Regions from separate parts of the Sus scrofa genome. Here region 2 is linked to region 1. Evidence: chromatin contacts called from public Hi-C data. All regions are on one chromosome and are shown on one strand. The core of a region is the stretch at or near the end of the contact, and the rest is flanking DNA. Distances in the headings are between cores, read along the strand shown. Region 1 has its middle 27 kb from the start of GPR20. Region 2 has its middle 36 kb from the start of DENND3.

Region 1 (5,213 bases), core at 1,729-4,228:
GGCTAAAAAATGTCCACGGATGTGGAAGGAGGAGATACGACTGCTTCTGTTCACAGATAACCTGATCATCCACGTAGAAAATTCCAGAGAATCAACAACAAAACCCCGGACGCTGCTGAGCAATTACAGCAAAAGTTACAGGAAATGAGGGTCGGGCCGGTGATAAAAAGAAATGAGCTATCAAGTAACAAAGAGACACAGAAGAAGCTTAGAAATGCGTCCTGCTAAATGAGAGGGGTCATTCTGAAAAGGCTTTGTACTGTATGATTACAACAGCAATGCATCCTGATAAAGGCAAAATTGTGGAGATGGTAAAAAAAAAAAAAAAAAAATCTGTGGTTGCCAGGCGTTCAAGGGCATAGGGCGGGGGGGGGGGGGTTGGATGAACAAATGGATGGCAGAGACTTTTTAGGACAGTGGAACAGTCCTGCAGGATGCTGTAGGGGGGATACATGTCATTATTCATTTGTCACAACCTTCAAAGCGTAAAAACATAGTGTCAACCCCATTGTAAAGCGGGGACTTGAGTTAGTGAAAATGTATCAGTATTGGCTCATCAGTTGTAACAAAGGCACCAGCCCATGCAAGCTATTAACAATGGGCAACACTGCGGAGGCGGGCAGAGGCCAAGGGGTATATAGGAACTCTGTGCCTTCTGCTCAGGTTTTCTGTAACCTGAAAATTACTTGAAAAAAATGAAGTGTCTTAAATAAATAAACAGCCCTGCTGCATGTAGCAGTACATACATAAAAAACAAAAAAACAAAAAAAAAACGGAAGGCACAGAAGACCCCCAGCACCCCTCGATATCACTGTGATACCCAAGAAGGGCTAGGCTCGGGGTACTGCGAGTGGTATCAGGCGGGAGCCCCCAGCTGAAAGAGCCGCCTTGACCAGGCTCCAGCCATAGCAGGTGAAGCCAGATCCAGAACACTGCCGTCCACCTCTCTGGGCTTCCTCTGCTGTGTGATGCAGGGTGTTCCAGGGCCTTCTCGGGGCTCACTTTGCTCTCTGCAGGATGAAAGAGCAGGCCACTTGCAGCAGGACTCAGGCTCTGGGGTCTGCTGGGCCGGGGGCACAGGTGGGGAAGGTCCTGCCTGATGCACCTCTTCCTGATCTCCACCCCAAGTTACCCTGAATTCTCACAGCATATTTTTTCAATCACACCCTAGTACCCTATTTGATAGAGGAGGACACTGAAACTCAGAGAGGTAAAGGGACTTGCCCACGGGCACACAGCTCTTTCATGGCAGAGCAGAGTTTGAATCCAGGACCCCCAAGAGCAGCCTCCCTTCCCCTCCATCTCAGCTGCCTAGTTAATCAGCTTCATTGAGCCAGTTTTCAGGGGTCCCACCAGGATTAGGGTGGGGTTTGAAAGATGAATCAGGTGCTCCCCACCCCATCAGCACGTAGGCAAGGTTCCACCCAGGTTCCACCCACCCCCCACACACCCACGCGGGGTGACCTTGGGCAAGTTACCTAACCTCTCTGAGCTCCTGTTTCCTAGTCTGTCGATGGGCCGTTAAGAGGATTTATTTCCTTTATAAATAAGAGATAATGCAAAAAAACAAAGCCTGCTGCACAGAACAGCCCTAGGAAGTGTCAGCTGCTGGCAGCACCTCATGAGTGTTTGCTTAACCCAGGAATGTTATAGGATCAAAGCCAGGCGACCCCTCTGGTGGGGTTTCAGGGCTGTGACAGCGGCTGAGGGAAGGGGGAGCCCTGCAAAGACCCGAGGCCCACATCAAGGCCCCTCACGGTGTGCTGGGTCACCAGAGAGCTGGCCGTGGGGATTAGGGGGCCCAGGATAGATCTTATCGGATCAAATGCTGCCCTCCCCTCAGGGAATTTATAATAAGTGCTCCTTTCTGCTCAGCACTGGCCTGTCTCCAGTGCGGTGTGGCACTCTCCCACCCTTGGCCCAGAACCCCACCTCTGAACAAGTGACCCCTCTTCCATCAAAATCCCAGACTGAGAAGAGGAACAGCTGGCAGCAGAGCCCAGGACTGGCTCTCACCTTGCCCCCGCTGCCCTGGCTTCATCTGCACTCCTCAGGCCTGTGTGCAGACCTGGGACCCACAACAGGAAGGCTGAGCTAGTCCAGCTCTGCAGAATCCCCACCAGCAGGCGGCTGGGGAAAATGAGGCTCAGAGGTTTAAGGAGGCATCCATGGCCACCCAGGGGCTCCTCTCCTTCTCTGAACTTCCAGCCCATGCCACCCATGCCCAGGGCCCAACCTCAGCCCAGCTCCATCCCCATCTCCTGGTCCAGTGCTGCTCTCCAGCGGGTGCTGGGCCCGTTCTCCCACCTTTTTTTTCCCAAAAGGGCCAGTCTGGCAAGGACCGCTCAGGATAGGGGAACCGAGAGGGAATAAAGTCTGATACAGTTGAAAGTGGAAGCAAAAGCCCCAGTGGGAGGGATGGGTGAAGGCAGGGCCAGAACACAGCATGATGCTTCAGGGGCCCACTAGCTTCCAGGAGACGTGTGGCATGAACTCTGGGCCCTGAGAAGCGGAACAAAGTCCTGGAGAGTAACCCCGATCAGGCCGCCAGGCTCCCCCTCCAGCCCACCTGCAGCCTACGTAGGGGGAGCCTAGCCTTCAGCTCCTCCCACCACCGCCCACCCATGGAGGCGGGACCAGCAGACGATGCACCCCGTCTTCCCCAAGTTCATTCTCCATGAGCAGATAAAAGATTAGGAAGGTGAGGCAAACACTGCCTTTATTCCCGAGTCAGCGGATTCTGGAGAGGGTGCTCAAGCACAGAGCCACAGTGGGCTCCCTCTCAGTCCTTACCGGAACCAGGCAAAGTCCGGATCCCCGGGGGCCCTGTGACTCAGACTGTAAGAGCCGCGCAGAAGGCGCGCAGCCTGCGGGCAAGGCTCCCGCGGTTGGGCATGCGCAGAGGGCACCCCCGCCCCCCCCCCGCAGGCCGGGCTCCGGGCTTGGGCATGCGCAGAGGACACACCGCCTGCGGGCGGGGCTCCCGGGCTGAGCATGCGCACGGCGTCCTCCTCACCCCGGGGGCGGCGGGGGCGGCGGGGGCCCTGGAGCAGCACCTGGGAGAGCGCGCTCGAGGGGCAAGGGCTTCCGGCGGGGGGAGGGCGCCCCCGGGCTCCGCGCACCCGCTCTCCCGGCCAACCTGTCCGGAGGCCGGGTGGTTTGCCTCCTGCGTGCCGTGCCGCAGCCACCCACCTCTGCCCTTGTCCTGTCCGAGCTCGCGGGCCCCACGCGCGCTTCCTGGGAGCCAGGCTGTGCTTTTAGGTCAGATCATACCAACCCTGCTCAGCCCCGGCTCCCGCTGCTCTTAGCTGAGAGGACCACCCTCCCCGCCAAATCCCCAGGGCCCAGCACAGGGGCTGGCACTTGGTAGACGCTCAGTAGATATTTGGGGTGGGGAGGGAAGGGCAGGGGAGAGTGGCACCCCAAGCCGGGCATCGTGAGCTCGTTGGAGGACCCCACGCCCGTCTCCTGAAGGAGGATGCACGCAGTGAGGGAGTTGGGGCTGCCGGCCTGGGAGCCGGGTTCAGCTCAGGTGAGCAGAGGCCTCACGCCAGCAATGAGGAACGACCGGAAACTTCCACGATGTGGCTACAGACGGCTCTCCTGCGGACACACAGGATCCCGTTGAACTTGCACCCTGGCCTGTGAGAGAGGCGTCCAGTGCCCCCGTTCCACAGAGGAGCAAGTGGGACGTGAGACCCTTCGGCCAGGGTGTGCTCCTGACCCGGTGCTCTGCCGCCCTGAGTCCTGGCGCAGAGGCTGGGGCTGCACAGCCGTCTGGCCCGTGTTCCCCGAGAGCCCTGCTGGCTCGTTGGGGCAGCCCCATCGTGCTCCCAGCGCCTCAGGACCGCCAGGCCTGGTGCTGGCCCTCCCGTGGGCCCCGGGCCCTCGCCTTCTGCAGCTGCTGGGCCGCCCTGGCTGAGCGCCCACCAGCGTGTCAAGTGCTTCCCGAGGGAGTCCCCAGGGCGGCCCCCGGCCTGCCGCCTGCTGCACAGTGCATCTAAGAGGAGGCCTTCCTTCCGGGCGCATCCGCCAGGGCCGCCAGGGTCAGGCCTTGGGTCACCCTCCAGCTGCGACAGGAAGCCTCACATTAGTCTGGAGTGGGGGGCAGGCAGGGGCCGGGAGACTGACCCGGGCGGCTGGGGACACCAGCTGTCTGGGCTGAAATCAACTCAGGCAGTTGTGCAGCTCTGTGACCTGCCCACTGGACGCTTGCTACCTTCTGGGCCATCTGGGAGTTCCTCCTGTGTGCCCTCCCATCTGAAGCGGGAGCCCAGTGCCAGCCCCAACTTGCCCCTGGTCAGGGGCCTCCCACCAAGCCTCGCTGTCTCCACTCTGGCCCCCACAGCCCATCCTCCACGCCTGTGCTGTCCAAGGCTGGGACCGCTGAGCCCCTGTGGCTACTGAGCCCTGGAAAAGCAGCTAGTTCGAACCTGAGATGTGCTGTCAGTGGGATTTCGAAGACTTAGGGTGAGAAAAAAAACGCGGCCACGGATGTGGCCCAAAAAAACAACACTAAAACATCTCAGTAATTTTCTAGTATATTAGGTTAAATAAAATACATTATTAAAATGATAATCAACAAGATCCCACTGTATAGCCCAGGGACTTATATTCAATATCCCGAGAGAAAACGTAAAAGAAGATAAAGAATGTATATCTGTGTGTGTAACTGGATCCCTTGGCTGTGCGGCAGAAATTAACCCAACATTGTAAATCGACTGCATTTCGATTTTTTTAAAAAATTGTAAAGCAACTACAATAAAAAAAATTTTTAATAAATTGCATATTTTTTCCTTTTTTTAACATGGCTATTAGGAAATTTAAAGTTGCTTATGCATCTGGCATTCGATTTCAAGTGGGGAACAATGCCCACACCGCCAACAGAGGGAACTTTTCAAACCGAAATCATTCCCTGACTGAGAAGGACTCAGAGAAAGTCCTTCACACCCAGCGCGGGGACTTTTCTTTGGACTCAGGGTCATTTCCAGCTGCAAACCCCATCTTCCATCTGCCCCACAGCCCCACCCCTGTGTAAGCCGTCGCTCCCCTGGGAATGCCCTTCCCCACCCCTCCCCTCACCCCCTCTCTCACCCACTGCCACGCCCCACTGGCATGGGCTTGAAGAGGCTTGGACGTGGTGCCAGGGTCAGGCGCGGTCGGGCTGAGTAACGCACCTCTGAGCCTCAGTTTGCTTGTCTGTAAAATGGCGC
Region 2 (5,213 bases), core at 1,131-3,630, 190 kb after region 1:
GGCTTCACTTCCTTCCCTTTTTCCTGCCCCGCTGCTCACAGGGTTAAGCAAGACTTTGCTTGTTTACTGGCTGCAAGACCTGAGCTTGCAGCAGCTGTCTCATCTCTGCCACTTAGCAATGGGCACCGCACCCATTGAAAGTGGGCACAGCAGGGCCACCTCCCTGGGCTTTCGAGGGGGCTCACTCTTCCCTTAGATACCTGTGCACAGAGGACTCTCTGGCCCCTCCTGCGCGGGACCAACAGCTTGGCTCCAGGCTCTGCCTCTGCTGCCCTGTCCTTCTCCTCTCTATCCCTGTACTGGCAGGTCCTGAGCTGGCCCTGAGCGAAGCCAGACTCTGCTCTTTTCTTCAAAGCCAAAAAACAAAGGCTTGCATCATGTGCTATTGCTCAGCACTTTGGGAGAAGAGGGTAAATATGAGGCAGAACTCCAGAGAGGCAGGGCCCATCTCCAGGTTAAACTCCTGCTCTGTGCTGCTCTCTGCCAGACATCCTACAATATGGTCTGGTTATAATATTGTTACAGGTAAGTCATCCTCTTCTTACAGACGAGACCAAGTTTACCACATAGTCTGGCTCCTAATAGACTTCGAAAAATATCTGTTGGATCGGTGCATGGACGATGGATGGACAGAAAGGTGGGTGAATGGACGGATGGATGGAAGGATGGACGGATAGATGGATGGATGAGAGTATAACTTGCCTACTCAGAGCTTGCCAATGGCAGAGCTGGCGAGGGTCCTACTTCAAGTGCAGGCTCTTCCTTCTTGTCCTCTGGAGTCGGTCACTGAATCTACACGTCGGCAGCTCCCACATTTATATCCTTATCCTAACCCCTCCCTGAGTCCCAGCACCTTCTCTCTGAGGTGGCTAGGTTTCTCCTTCTGGACATTTCGGGGCAGGGCCAGTCTCACGGACATGCCACGTGTGCAGACGCACAGGCCACACACAGAAGAGCCCCACACTTGGTTTAATGCTCTGCTGTTGCCATCATGAAATGATCGGTATTTTATCTTTGAACGTGTGCTTCCTAACTGAAGTCTCATGGGGCAATGGAAGAAGAATGTGAGCAGGGGAGATTCATGCAGTACCCTTATTTCTGGTTCCTCGTGGCCCCACACACATGCTGTGTTTGAGATGCCACTGGAGCACCGAATTCTGGCGGACCCACCATCTACCCCTGCACCCACTCACCCGTCATCTACCCATCCACCCATCTGTCCACCTTCCATCCCTCCACCTGTGAGTACAAGGTCGTGTACTGTGGGTGTGGCCAGTTTCCACAGAAGACCGGTAGACGGTGCACCTGCCAAGAGTGACACCAAAACGGCAGAGTGAGCTTTGTATACTTACCACTCTTCTGGCAAGGACAAAATACACTTGCACGTACAAACGGCAAAATACAAATTGTGCAATGGTAGTGAGTCCACGTACAAGCTAAGTACTTTGCATTTAAAAGTGGTCCCTACAACACAAAAATGAACATCAAAAAATTCAAAATTGTGTTTATTTTGTTTCATTGGTATTATAAATTTAATTGGTATTTCTTCAAAACACAGGAGTTCCCGTCATGGTGCTGAGGAAATGAATCCAACTAGGAACCATGAGGTTTCAGGTTCAATCCCTGGCCTCGCTCAATGGGTTAAGGATCCGGCAGTGCTGTGAGCTGTGGCGTAGGTCGCAGATGTGGCTCAGATCCCACGTTGCTTTGGCTGTGGTGGAGGCCGGCAGCTGAAGCTCCCATTGGACCCCTAGCCTGGGAACCTCCATATGCCTGGGGTGAGGACCTAAAAAGAAAAAAAAAAAAAAAAGATGTAAATTTTTTCACTTTTCCTTACTTAGAATGACACTAAATAGCCAATTAAACACATGGTGACAGGGACTTCCCATTGTGGGGCAGCAAAAACGAATCCCAGTAGTACCCATGAGGACGTGGGTTTGATCCCTGGCTTCGCCCAGTGGGTGGGAGATCGGCACTGAGCTGCGACGTAGGTCGCAGCCGAGGCAAACACACAAAAACACCGAACAAAACAAACAAACAAACAAAAACAAGAACACCGGAGGAATGATGGAATGATGGGACGAGGCCCTGAGCCCGCAGACCCGGAGTTCTGCCCCCTAGAGGGCGGGGCGGACGATCTTGACCTTGACCCTTTCCCTCCCAGCGGACTGTCGGCGGCGTCTGCAGCCGTTCCCTGGTTCCTCGTCGGTGGATTCCTTCACTCCGCAGCGCGTTCTTCTCCCCCAGGAAGAGACCAGCTGGGGACTCAGGCCGGGGAAGGAGCCGCCGGAGGGGCAGCGCGGGAAAGGCGAGCGCCTCCCCCCAGCTCTGCCCGCCCGGCTTCGCCCCGCCTCCCCGGCCGGCCCTTCCTACGGGGCGGAGTGTGCGCCCCCTGCTGGGAGCGGGGAGAAGGGCCCGGACCGGGTCCCGCGGTCGCTCGCGTTTGTCTCCAAGCCTCTGAGCCTCGGTGGGGCGGAAGACAGCTCCAGCGTTCAGGGTTCCAAAGGCACTCGCCCTTTGACCCTGCCATCCCACTCCTAGGGATTTCGTGCAAGCACGTCCACACCTACAGGGCAAGATGACGGAGAAGACGTGGGTACGAGGTTATCGCTGATAAATAAGCAGCGTCAGGTGAGCAGGATGGACATGAGAGAAAGCCCTGCGGTCAGAGGGACGGAAGGGGGGCCAGCGGTGCTCAGCGGTCTTGGCTCCCGTCCCGAGCGGCACTCCCTGGACAAAGATTCCTGGGGGTGGGGACCGGGGGCCAGAGGGCAGTGTGGGGTGGGGTGCCAGGCGGAATGTCCTCAGGTGACGTCACAGGAAGGCTGAGCCAGATCCTGCAGGGGACTCTGGAGGGTGAGCGAAGCCTCATCATCCTTGGGGCTAAGTTAGGACCTGCCCCCCAGCCCAAGGCAAGGGGGAGGGGCCTTAGTTCTCCCTGCCAATCAGTCGCTGAGCCAGGGTCTGTTCTCCAAATGGGAGCCTTAGGCGCCAGCCCTGGGAGGGAAAGCAGCAAAGTCGGAGGAGGGGTGGTGCGCCCACCCTCCAGGGCTGAGCGGACCGGCAGAGCCCCAGCACCGGCTGCGGAAAGCGTCAGGGAACAAAGGCAAGCGGGGAAGGGCAGGCCGAGCCTACAGCCCAGCCAGGAAGGCTGGGAGCCTAGATACTGCATTTGCTCCCTGCAGGAGAGCAGGTGAATCTGGATCGGAGGCAGCCTCTGGGGGAGTCCCCAGGAAGCAGGGTGACAGGATGAGTGACCACCTTTTCCTTGTCACACTTCCGTACTTTCTTTTCATTATTATTTGTCTTTTTGGGGCCACACCCACGGCACATGGAGGTTCCCAGGCTAGGGGTCTAATGGGAGCTGTAGCTGCCTGCCTTCTATAGCAACGTGGGATCCAAGCTGTGTCTGCGACCTACACTGCAGCTCTCAGCAACGCTGGATCCCTAAACAACTGAGTAAATCAGGGATCGAACCCGCAACCTCGTGGTTCCTAGTCGGATTCGTTAACCACTGCGCCACGACAGGAATTCTTGTGCTTTCTTTTTAAAATTTCCACCAAATACCGCTTATACCTGCTCAAAAAATGACATTACATTAAAAACCAATCTTGCCACGTTCATGGACTGGAAGACTCACCATTCTCAGGTTGGGTGAACAGATCTCTGCGTGATCCCTCTCAGAATCCCAGCCAAGATAGACCTCGGGCCCCCAGAGCCTGCTTTGCCCACACACACAGAAGTCTGAAGTGGCTAGGAATTCACATCACCCCACACATAGCTTCTTTGCAGAAATTGACGGACTGATCCAAAAGTTCACCTGGGCATTGAAGAGACTATAGAATGACTAAAATAATCTTTTAAAAAAAGAGCAAAGTTGGAAAACCCACGGTCTTCATTTCAAAACTTACCGTAAAGTTACGGTAATTGAGGCTGTGTAAGGTACTGGCATAAGGGCAGAAGAATGGGTCAACGAAATAGAACTGAGGATCCGGAAATAAGCCCTCACATGTATGGACAGTTTTTTTTTTTTTTTTCAGCTGTGCCCACGGCATGTCGACATTCCCAGGCCAGGGAGAACCACAGCAGCAGCCCAAGCCACTGCAATGACAATGCTGGATCCTTAACCTGCTGCACCACAAGGGAACTCCCTGGACAATTCACTTTTGATAAGAGTTCCAAAACACTTCAATGGGGAAGGGAAGAACATTTTCAACAGAGGTGCTGGGACAACTGGATGCAAATGAATGAAGCTGACCCCTACCTCACACCACATACACAATTAGCTCAAATGGAGCAATGATCTCAGTGGAAGAGCTGCAACGATAAAATTCTTAGAAGGAAATGTAGGGGTAAACGTTCATGAGCTTGGATTAGGCACTGAGCTCTGATCTCCCTAAGGTCCCGTCTCCAGATGCTGTCACAGTGGGGGTTAGGGGTGTCAACAAGTGAATCTGGAGGAGATGCAGTTCAGTCCACACACCACTCACAGCCACCAGGGTTGGATTATTCAGAGGCAGGTGATAAAGACTATGGGAGAAAATGTGGAGGGACCCTGCTGGAGGGGACTCCTGCTTTCGCAGTTGCTGGCCTCAGGAAAATCAGCATAAGATGAGCTTTCAAAACCCAAGAATCTTTCTTCATCATTATGGTGGCAAAATATACATAACAAGGAGTTTACTATGTTAAATATTGCAAGTGCCCAGTTCAGTGGCCTTAAGTATATTCACATTGCTATTTTTTAAAGTACATTCACGTTGCTGAAGACCCTTCAAAATTCAGCCAGTTACACAAACCCAAGCCCCCAAGCAAGTTTAGAGATAATCCGCCTGCATGAGACACCCCCGAGGGAGCATAAACCCAGTCATTAGGCATGAATGAAAAGAGGCCACGCCTTTGGCGGCGAACCAAGACAGGCCAAAGGTTGGCCAAAGTCCTTGGGGCAAAGTTGGCAAAATTCCTCAGCTCAAAGGAGCACACGTCAGCTTTTACAGGCTGTTGCATGACATGGCACACTGGCCTGGCTGTTCCACCGGTTCAAACCTCAGCTCATCCCTCCCCCGCTGTGCCCCTGAGCTTTTCCTGGTCTGTAGCCTGGAGCTGAAAAGCCAGCTGCCCAGGGGGCTGTCATGAGGGGTAAACAAGATGATGCTAATGAGCACAGAGCGCAGAGCCCACCCCCCGCGTGGGGCTCAAGCCTGGGGGCGGGTACG

The links. A called contact is a pair of places that touch in the nucleus more often than the background predicts.
Region 2: a Hi-C map of liver shows a contact between it and region 1, with 4 times the contacts expected there. The contact joins two enhancer-like sites. A contact is called at or near these places in 1 of 5 promoter capture datasets (fetal liver), 10 of 47 Hi-C or Micro-C datasets (alveolar macrophages, embryonic fibroblasts, heart right ventricle and 6 more) and 1 of 2 datasets of contacts at active chromatin or transcription factors (alveolar macrophages).

The regions. Positions count from the first base shown.
Region 1 is chr4:2,419,738-2,424,950 of Sscrofa11.1, forward strand. No RefSeq gene overlaps it. Among named protein-coding and RNA genes, the nearest start is that of GPR20, 27 kb to the left of the region's middle. Within about 2 kb of position 2,979, at least 60 of the 83 cell types and tissues checked have an H3K27ac peak or open chromatin away from gene starts, as enhancers often do. A contact at or near this core is called in alveolar macrophages, embryonic fibroblasts, fetal liver and 3 more, where this site is marked.
Region 2 is chr4:2,611,176-2,616,388 of Sscrofa11.1, forward strand. No RefSeq gene overlaps it. Among named protein-coding and RNA genes, the nearest start is that of DENND3, 36 kb to the left of the region's middle. Within about 2 kb of position 2,381, at least 52 of the 83 cell types and tissues checked have an H3K27ac peak or open chromatin away from gene starts, as enhancers often do. A contact at or near this core is called in alveolar macrophages, embryonic fibroblasts, fetal liver and 3 more, where this site is marked.